Linked DNA regions of Sus scrofa: region 1 is linked to region 2. Evidence: chromatin contacts called from public HiChIP or PLAC-seq data. All regions are on one chromosome and are shown on one strand. The core of a region is the stretch at or near the end of the contact, and the rest is flanking DNA. Distances in the headings are between cores, read along the strand shown.

Region 1 (5,086 bases), core at 2,225-4,724, 200 kb after region 2:
AAATGCAGGCAGTGGTGCTTAAACTAGTTGATTTCTCTCACATTAGAAGCCTCTAGAAGAGGGCAGCCCAGGGCAGCTCTGGCTGTCCCTCGTGGGTGCTGCCACTCCTGTTGTCCTGCCGTGTGTCCCATCGTCCCATTGTTTGGCTTCCCGCTTCCAGTCATTCCACAGCGCCCCTTGCCGAGCAGCGGGGGGGGGGGGGGGGGGGGGAGGGGCAGCGGCACAGGCCACGCCTCCGCGGGGGGCAGGGCGAGAGAGTGGGCTTTCTTCTGGCCCTGCAGCTGCTAAAATCAGGGCTCTGGCCCCAAAGAGGGGAAGCTGGATACTGGGAAGGCAGCTGGAGTCTTTGCCACGGCCTGTGCAGACAGACGTCAGGAGGGCGAATGAGAGGAGCCCGCTGAGGCGGGAGGCTCACCCAGACTCACGGAAGGATGGGGGGGGCGATCCCCGGAGAACAGGGAGGGTGGGCCCCTTGAGGGACCCACAGGCAGAGGCAGGAAAGATCCAAAGATGTTCCAGGAGCAGAGAGCAGGCAGGAGCTGGGCTGGGTGAGGGGAGGGGGGGGCGGGGCTGGGAGGTGAGAGGCGCCCCGAAGGTTTCAGCTCTTCATCTCTCTCTTCCAGGGGAGATCAGAGCCTCTGAAAACTCCTACTTCTGCCAGGCGGCCAGGCAGCTGGCCTCGGTGCCATCTTCCCAGCTTTGCGTCAAACTGGCGAGTGGCGGTGACCCCACCTATGCCTTCAACATCCGCTTCACTGGGGAGGAGGTCCACGGCACCAGTAAGTGGCGGCCCCGCCGGGGCCTCTTTCAGCCAGTTCAGGATGGAGGCTGTGTTCAGAAAGTAAAAATTTCTGGGGTAATTTTTAGCCTAAAGATCTTACCCATTAGCAACAGTAGAGCCCCACCCTTATTATCGCGCTCTGCCCAGAAGCCAGGTCTGCCCTAGAGTGACCCTCTGTCCAGGCTCCCCAAACCCAGCCCCTCAGACTTGCCCTGTTCCCTGGGGATCTCGCGCCCCCTGCTGGTCGGTGACTTCAGCGCAGCACCTTCCAGGCTGTGGTCAATGCTAGGGGTGCGTTTCTTGCCGAGTGGACCTGGGAGAGATGCCCTCACCGTGGACTGGACTTCTTTTCCAGGAAGACCCCCCTGGCTGAGGGGTTGAGTTAAAATCTTGTATGTGCCCCATGAGAGACAGGGGTTTGAGGAGCCTGTGATCAAAATGGCACCTTCTGACATCTCACGCTGCAGGGATGAGGAATGGCCACTCAGAAAATGTTCCCTGGGGATCCTTTCAGTCAGATTAGCCCAGACACTCAGAAAATCCTCTCACGCTGGATGGGGGAAGAAAGTTCCTCTTCCGGTAGCCGCACCGGGCTGAGAACACTGTTGGGGCTGCTCTGTCTCCCATCCCGCCCTCATCATGCGGCCTCTGGGCACACCTCAGAGAATAGCTCTGTTCACTGAGACACCAGGCTCAACACCTTAACGCTCCTAATGACACCAGCTCTGTCCCGCTTTGCAGATGGGGAAACTGGGGCTCCACAAAGTTAAGTAGCTTTCCCAGGGTCAGGGGGCTCACTGGGGTTCAAACCCAGGTCTGTCCAGTTCCAAAGCCCAGCCCTTGATGGCTTCAGGAGACAAGAGTCTCCTGCTTTTCTCCTGGAACCGAGTGAAGGCCAAGCCCTGACATCTCCCCAGCCAAGTCCTCCCCGTGGGTCTGACCAAGCGGTATGTGCACAGCTGTTCTCATGCCTCAGGACACCAATGGGGATGCACAGGGGAGAGCAAGGGAGCCCCAGCCATAGAGAAGAGTTTTGCCAAAAACCCAAAGGCAGGTTTGGAGTGGCAGCAGGAGAGGAGTCGATCACTGCCCACTGCCCTTCGCCTGTGTCATGCGTCCATCCGTGTAGTTATACACACACTGAATGCACACTGAGGTCCCGGGCTTGGCTGGACACAGTTCTGAGTGAAATGGAGCCCTGCTTCCAGCCCAGCACAGGAGGCAAACATGGGTCCTACAAGCCCTCAGCATCATTGTCAACTTGCAACTGTGATAGGTGTCCCACATAGGGCCTGCCTTTGATCTCACTCAATCCCTGAAACCAGCCTGGAGGTCGGGACAGTCACTGCCCGCCTTTGGGAGATGAGGGGCTGAGGCTGGCTCCAGCAGGAACGTGATTCCCAGGAATCGCCCAGCTCATCAGTGGCCCTGTGTTCTCCCAGCCCTCAGCGAGTTCTCTTTCTAGGCCACTGAAGCCTGGGTCAGGGGTGGGGGGCAGAGGCGCTGACGTTCCTGATGGGGACAGGGCCTACAGGCAGGGAAGGCTGATGGGTCCCTGTCTATCGTGTAGGCGGTTCCTTCCGCCACTTCCTGTGGCAGGTGTGCAAAGAGCTGCAGAGCTCCTCACTGTCCCTCCTCCTGCTGTGCCCCAGCTCCGCCGTCAACAAGAACAAGGTAAGACACCAGGCCCCGGCAGCTGCGGCTAGTGTTCCCCCCGCCCCCCCGGCAGTCAGCTCCCTGGGAGCAGTGGCTCGCCAGGTGCATGGCCTCGTCAGCTTGGTGCTTCACCAGCCTTCCTGGTCTGGGCAGGGCCTCCCTTTGCAGTGGTTCCCTCCTGCCTGCCATGGGTCACGTGAGCCTGGGACACATGTTCCTGGGGCCAGTAGAGGCACAGGTGGGTCAGCTCACGCGTGCCTCCACTTTCAGGGGAAGTACATCCTGACCCCAAGCCCCATCACCTACGGGGAGGAGCAGCTGCTGCACTTCCTGGGCCAGTTGCTGGGAATTGCAATTCGAGCAGATGTCCCTCTTCCCCTGGACCTCCTGCCCTCCTTCTGGAAGACGCTGGTAGGGGAGCCCCTGGACCCTGACCAAGACCTGCAGGAAGCAGACATCCTCACCTACAATTATGTCAAGAAATTTGAGAGTGTAAGTAAAAAACACATTTTTTTCTAGGGGACAGCAGGACCCCAGAGCAGTGGCCTGCCATTCTGCTTAGGCCTCTGTGGCCCCCCTGGGGACTGACAGGGACCTCCCAGAGAACATGAGGGAGCATGAGGCACATCTACTGGCGAGGCTTGCCTCACGGGGCCCGGAGCCCCTGGCCTCCCTCCTTTACCATCTGCCCCACCTCGTAAGGACACAGGGGGAAGGGGCCCCCACAGCAGAGGGAGCAGAGGTGTTGGGTGGGAACTGCTCCACGCAGAGCTGGTTTCACTTTTAAGAGCTTCGTTTCGGGGCTTCACGAAGGGCGCAGGAGATCAGCTCTGGGGCATCACCTAGGCAGAGCGCTGGGAACACAGCACTTGTTCCCTCTCCTGAGGCCTGAAGAAGGCTGCTCTCCATGGGGGACAACTGCTGAAGGAAGTGCCAGCTGGTGGGCCTCCGGTGACACAGACGTGAAGGCCCTCTGAGGGGCCCCCAGTACCTGCTCTCTGTAATCCCCACAGCTGCCACTTGGGGGAGCCAGCATGTGGGAGCAGCTGAGCCAGGCGCCTGGCGAGCAGCGGGCGTTGCAGCACAGACAGGGCTGACGTGAATTGTCTGAAGGGTCAAAGCAGGACACCCCCCGTGGACTGGGGATTTATGAGTCGTTCCCAGCCACTGCTGTGAGAAGTCCTCAGGAGCTGTGGGTGGCAGCAGAGGCCTGAGACTGGCAGGGCCTCTAAGATAGTGTCCGAATAAACAAATGAAAACAAAACAAAACAAAAAAGCTGGTGTCCAGGCAGACAGTCCAGCCAAGGCTTCTGTCTGGGGAGGACAGGCAAGCCGGGATACAGAACCATCTTGGGGAGGGGAGAAGGAGGAGGCACAGAAACCAGAAAGAAACGCCTTGAACTTGTCAGGGGTGCCCGCTGTCATCACCACCCCAGAGCCGCAGGCTTTTCCGCTGGGTCAGTTCCTATCCTCTCCTCAGTAGCCCAGCATGCTCATCAGGGTCTTGTGAACCCTAAATTTCCATCAATGGGGTGCCGATGCTAGAGAGGTGGCCCACATACCTCACACAAGGGGAATCAAGTCAGGGCCCTCTGAGGACAGAAACCCCAGCTCAATCCAGATGAGAAACTTTTTTTTTTTTTCTTTTTAGGGCCACACCCGTGGCATATGGAGGTTCCCAGGCTAGGGGTCAAATGGGAGCTGCAGCCGCTGGCCTACACCACAGCCACAGCAATGCCAGATCGAGCTACGTCTGCGACCCACACCACAGCTCATGGCAACACTAGATTGTTAACCCACTGAGCAAGGCCAGGGATCGAACCTGCATCCTCATGGAGACCATGTTGGATTCTTAACCTGCAGAGCCACAACGGGAACTCCCCCCACACATACCTTTTTTTTAAATGATTCACTCTTAAAAGTACAGATGCAGATTTGGCTCTAGGGCAGAATCCAGGTACCTCCATGATGCTGTCAATGACTGATCTCAAGATGGCACCCACCTTCAGCCGTGCCCAGTTGGGGTGGCTGTAATTTGGGTCCCATTAGCCAGGCCTGGGTCATGTGCCTAACCTTCAAGTCATGGCAAGGCTGACAGGCCAGGCCTCTGCCATCTACCCACTCACAGTGGCCACGGTAGCCCCTACCCAGGCAGTACCTGGTGTTTGCCCAACTGGGTTGGGGTTCCATCTTCCGGGGGCCTGGGTCAGTCTGGGTCAGCCTCGCTCTGCTCTGCCCTCCAGATCAATGACGAGATTGAGCTGGAGGCCCTGTGCGCCGAGATCGCCTCCCAGCACCTGGCCACCGAGAGCCCCGACGGGCCCAACAAGCCCTGCTGCCGGTTCACCTACCTGACCATGACGGGCGAGGAGGTGGAGCTGTGCAGCCGCGGCCGGCACATCCCTGTGGCGTGAGTGTGCGGCCTCGGTTGGGCCGAGTGGCTCTCACCAGGGGGAGGATGTGGGCTGGACCGTGGGCCCCGGGAGAGCTGGTGGAACATCTTCAGTGGCCGGGCTGAGGCGGTGGACCCAGAGCAGAGGGGAGTCACTGAGCTGCCAGGCCCGGGAAATCCAGGTAGCAGTCTGGGGTCCTCTGGCGCCAGAGCAGCCTCTTGGGCATCGTCCCTCACCGCGTCCCCCGTGGCCCGCA
Region 2 (4,912 bases), core at 407-2,906:
AGCCTAGAAACTTCCATATGCAGCAGTACAGCCCTAATAAGACAAAACAAAAACAAAACCAAAAAACCAAACCCCAAAGCATTAGCTTATTTGTGGAAATTCCAGAAGATTTCAGTTTCCTGTCTCTCTCTCTGTCTTTTTTTTTAACCAACTCCAGGTGGGGACAGGCATCATACATGTGGATGTTGACAGAACAGCTAAATGACTTGCTCAAGGTAGCCAAGATATTTTTTACCATATAGTGTAGTTTAAACTAATTTTGAACCCAAGCATTTTGGTTAGTATTGCTCATTTTTCATTGTGTTTGTTAACGAGGACCCTCTTCCTATGCGACCTCCTCAACACTATCCACAGATTTGAACATGTCTGTTCATGGCAGCTTTATTTGTTATTATCAAACATTGGAAATGATCAAAATGTCCATCAACAAGTGAATGGACAAACAGATGTGGTCCATTCTTATAATGGAATACTACTCAGCAATAAAAATGAATGTGCTGTTGACACTGACACAATAGATTTATGCTGAGCGGAACAACCCAGTCATACAGAAGTACACACTGTAAGATTCCGTTTATATGACATTTTAGGAAATGTATACTAATCTGTAGTTACAGAACGCAGATCAGTGGTTTCCTGGGGATGGGATGGGAGACAGGAAGGATGGGAGAAAGGATTACAAAGGCTAATGAGGAAACTTTTGGGGTGATAGTTATGTTCCCTATTTTGATTGTAGTGATGGTTTCATGTTGTATGTATACATACGTATGTCAAAACTCATCAAATTCTATGTTTTATTTTTTGGTCATGCCTGCAGCATGTGTAAGTTCCAGGGCCAGGGATCACACCAGAGCCACAGCAGTGGCAACCCTGGATCCTTTAACCCTTGGGTCACCAGGGAACTCCAGTACATTTTAAATATGTGCAGTTTATTGTATGCCAGTTATACCTCAATAAAACAAGCAAACAAAACCCACAGAAGCCCAGAATGCTTTACTGATATTATTTAGGAAGTGAAACAGACTTGGCAAGTTTTGGAGTGTGTTTGTTTTTTTGTCATGTAAGTGAAGGAGCATTTGGGTTTGGAGGTGATCAACTGAAGTAGTCAAGGCTTTGAATACTTATGTTACACTCAGTGCAGTCTTTGAGACAATATTTATTTATTTTGTTTTATTTTTGAGATGATATTTAAATTCATAAATGTTGATCTGTTCTCCCAGGAGGCTACTACCACCTATTATCCTTTGGTCAGAATTCTTTGGAAAATACTTTTTATAGAATTTTTTATGTACTTTTAGAGAATTCCAAATTCTACATTTGGAAGAATTAATGAATAAGTGAATAAACTATTTTTGTTCACCAACAGAATTAATTCTCAGGTAATTAATGAGCACTGGAATAAGAGTCACTGAATCTTGGTACAGTATTCTGTGAGCCTTAGCACACGGCTCAAAAACTCTCAGGCATGGCTGGCTAGCTGTTAAGTTAGGATAAAGGACCTGGAGACTATGGGAAGCAGCATTACCCAGAGGTTAAAGTCAGATTTAAAGAGTCAGTCTGGGATTGAAATTCTAGCTCTGCCCGTTATTAGCTGTGTGACCTTGGGAAAGTTCAATTACCTTTAGTAATCCCTGGTTTCTTCCACTGCAACTTCTTTGTCATCATTGTCACCACTTCTACCACCACCAGGACAACAGTGTCAGCATATTGCATTCCAGGCTCTGTGCTAAGCACTTCCCACCCATTATCTCATTTAATCCTTACTGAAACTTTCTGAGGTTGATGCTATTGTTATCTTTATTTTACAGATAAGGAAGCCATAGCACAGAAATAAAGTAACTTGACAAAGATTTTAGAGTTAGTAGTAAAGCTGAGGCTGAAATAGATCTGATTCCAGCCCAGGGTCAAGGCTAGAAAACCACTGTTAGACTGACTAGTCATCTCTAAGAGGGGGATAATAATAGGGTTAATGTGAAGATTAGATAAGGATGGATTTGATAATGTACTTACAGTATATGAACTCTCTTTAGGAAGTACTATTTTTCTGAAAAGTTATTTTATGTATATTTAGTTATCTGCTCATTGTATATGAAAGCAAAACTATCCTATCAGCAACTTTTTTCTCTAGTAGTGAATAGTGGAGATAGTGCTTTTTTGTGTGTTTGTGATCCCTCTGGAATTCTCTTCCTTCCCAGTTTGTTTGGAATCTGGCTGACAGATGAGATAATAGTCTTCATTTCAGTTTTCCACCAATTGTGTGCTTAGGATTTTGCTAAATAAATCAGTTTTGATTGTTATCTATCTTCTTGGCTTCCATATTGGCTGTCACAAGGTGCCACCTACTGGGTGGATTGTCATGCACCTGTTCTTTCCTAAGTTATGTAAGTTACCTATGGTGATAATTATGACAGGACTGTCAGTTCCTGAAAGTGCCTCATGCTTTCTCTTCCCTTCCCCCTCTTTCTGTCTTGTTTTACATTTGTGGTGGTGGGGGTGTAGTCTGCTTCATAAGATGTTTAGTCAATAGTTGTAGACAAACGTAAGTAACAGCAGGTGGTCAGCTATGGGACAGATGCATGGTTACTTCAGAAGGAGATAAAACTGCAGAGATTGTATACCATTACTTTGGTCTTGCACTTTTTGGTAATTAAAATATTTTATTCGAATATGTCTATGAACAGAGATCCTGCATTTTTAACATTTTTCGTAGTTATTAAATTTTTTAAAGCTAATACAGGAATACATTCTTATAAAAAAATGCAGGTAAAACTGAAATTCCTTTTGACTACCATCACTAATGTCTCCATCCTACTCTCCACCTTAGTTCAATCAATAATAAATTTTTTTGTATGTTCTTCAAGACCATTGTTGAATGTGTACGTGTATACAAAACACTTTTCTTTTTTCTTTTTTTTTTTTTGTCTTTTGTTGTTGTTATTTCTTGGGCCAATCCCGCGGCATATGGAGGTTCCCAGGCTAGGGGTTGAATCGGAGCTGTAGCCACCGGCCTACGCCAAAGCCACAGCAACGCGGGATCCGAGCCGCGTCTGCGACCTACACCACGTTAACCCACTGAGCAAGGGCAGGGACCGAACCCTCAACCTCATGGTTCCTAGTCGGATTCGTTAACCACTGCGTCATGACGGGAACTCCCAAAACACTTTTCTTTCTTTTTTTTTTTTCTTTCTGCTTTTTAGATCTGCATGTGTGGCATGTGGAAGTTCCCAGGCTAGGGGTTGAAGTGGAGCTGCAGCTGCTGGCCATAGCGCCAGCAACACAGGATCCAAGCCACATCTGCTACCCACACTGCAGCTCACACCTTATGGCAGCACCAGATCCTTAACTGACTGAGTGAGGCCAGGGATCAAACCTGCATCCTCATGGTTACTAGTCAGGTTCATTACGGCTCATTTACAACGGGAACCGCAACACTTTTTTTTTCTTTTTCTTTTTCGGGCCGCATATGGAGGTTCCCAGGCTAGGGGTCCAATTGGAGCTACAGTTGCCTGTCTATGCCACAGCCGCAGCAGTGCCAGATCTGAGCCGTGTCTGCTACCCACACCACAGATCATGGCAGTGTCGGATCCTTAACCCACACGAGCGAGGCCAGGGATCGAACCCACAACCTCATGGTTCCTAGTCGGATTCGTTTCTGCTGTGCCACAATGGGAAATCTTGTATAAAAGTTTTGATGCTAGACATATCTTTATATAATTTACTTTTTCTCCCCCATTTTTTTTTTTTTTTTTGTCTTTTGTCTTTTGTCTTTTTGTCTTTTGTTGTTGTTGTTGCTATTTCTTGGGCCGCTCCCGCGGCATATGGAGGTTCCCAGGCTAGGGGTTGAATCGGAGCCGTAGCCACCGGCCTACGCCAGAGCCACAGCAACGCGGGATCCGAGCCGCGTCTGCAACCTACACCACAGCTCACGGCAACGCCGGATCGTTAACCCACTGAGCAAGGGCAGGGACCGAACCCGCAACCTCATGGTTCCTAGTCGGATTCGTTAACCACTGCGCCTCGACGGGAACTCCTCTCCCCCATTTTTGGCCATATCTGCAGCATGTGGAATTTCTTGGGCCAGGGATCAAATCTGAGCTCTAGCTGTGATTTGCATCACAGCTGTGGCAGTGAAGAATCCTTAATCCACTGTGTCACAGCAGGAACTCCCTCTATAACTTGCTTTAAAAAACAACAACTTGGAATTCCTGTCATGGCTCAGCGGAAACGAATCCAACTAGGAACCATGAGGTTTCAGGTTCGATCCCTGGCCTTGCTCAGTGGGTTAAGGATCCCGCATTGCTGTGAGCTGTGCTGTAGATCGTAGACGTGGCTTGGATCTGGCATCACTGTGGCTGTAGTGTAGGCTGGTGGCTACAGCTCCAATTCAGCCCCTAGCCTGGGAACTTCCATATGCTATAGGTGCAGCCCTAAAAAGCAAAAAACAAAACAAAAACAAAAAAGTTATTGGTATGTTTTGATCTTTCTGTGTTTCCACGTATAGATCTACTGCATTTTTATAGTGCTGCACAAGACTCCAGAAATACCATAGTTTATATGATAAATGTTTATTGGTAAATGTCTTAGTTTCCTGTTGCTATACTAACACATTATTACAAATTTAGTGGTTTAAAACAACACAAACATTCCTTTACATTTCTGGAGGTTGGAAGTCCTAAATGAGTCACATAGGGTTAAAGTCAGTTGTTGGCAGATCTGGTTCCCTCTGGAGGTTCTAGGGGAAAGGCTTTCTCTTGCCTTTTTCACAGCTTCTAGTGGCCATCTTCATTCCTTGGCTTATGGCTTCTTTCTCTAACCTTCAAAGTGCATCACCCTAGTTTCTGATCTGTCATCATACCATTTTCTCCTCTGACTCTTCCTGGATCCCTTTTATAAGGACCCTTGTGATTACATT

Evidence for each region. HiChIP or PLAC-seq counts read pairs in DNA pulled down with a chosen protein or histone mark.
Region 1: a contact with region 2 is called in an H3K27ac HiChIP or PLAC-seq map of alveolar macrophages. The contact joins two enhancer-like sites. A contact is called at or near these places in 1 of 5 promoter capture datasets (liver) and 2 of 2 datasets of contacts at active chromatin or transcription factors (alveolar macrophages and skeletal muscle).

The regions. Positions count from the first base shown.
Region 1 is chr14:39,528,892-39,533,977 of Sscrofa11.1, forward strand. HECTD4 (probable E3 ubiquitin-protein ligase HECTD4) reads left to right here. Exons shown (of 76, transcript XM_013990365.2): 70 at 624-779; 71 at 2,352-2,455; 72 at 2,708-2,929; 73 at 4,681-4,847. Among named protein-coding and RNA genes, the nearest start is that of TRAFD1, 48 kb to the right of the region's middle. Within about 2 kb of position 3,475, at least 26 of the 83 cell types and tissues checked have an H3K27ac peak or open chromatin away from gene starts, as enhancers often do. A contact at or near this core is called in alveolar macrophages, where this site is marked.
Region 2 is chr14:39,332,440-39,337,351 of Sscrofa11.1, forward strand. The region is part of intron 1 of HECTD4 (probable E3 ubiquitin-protein ligase HECTD4); the gene reads left to right. Among named protein-coding and RNA genes, the nearest start is that of HECTD4, 8.2 kb to the left of the region's middle. Within about 2 kb of position 1,657, at least 2 of the 83 cell types and tissues checked have an H3K27ac peak or open chromatin away from gene starts, as enhancers often do. A contact at or near this core is called in alveolar macrophages, where this site is marked.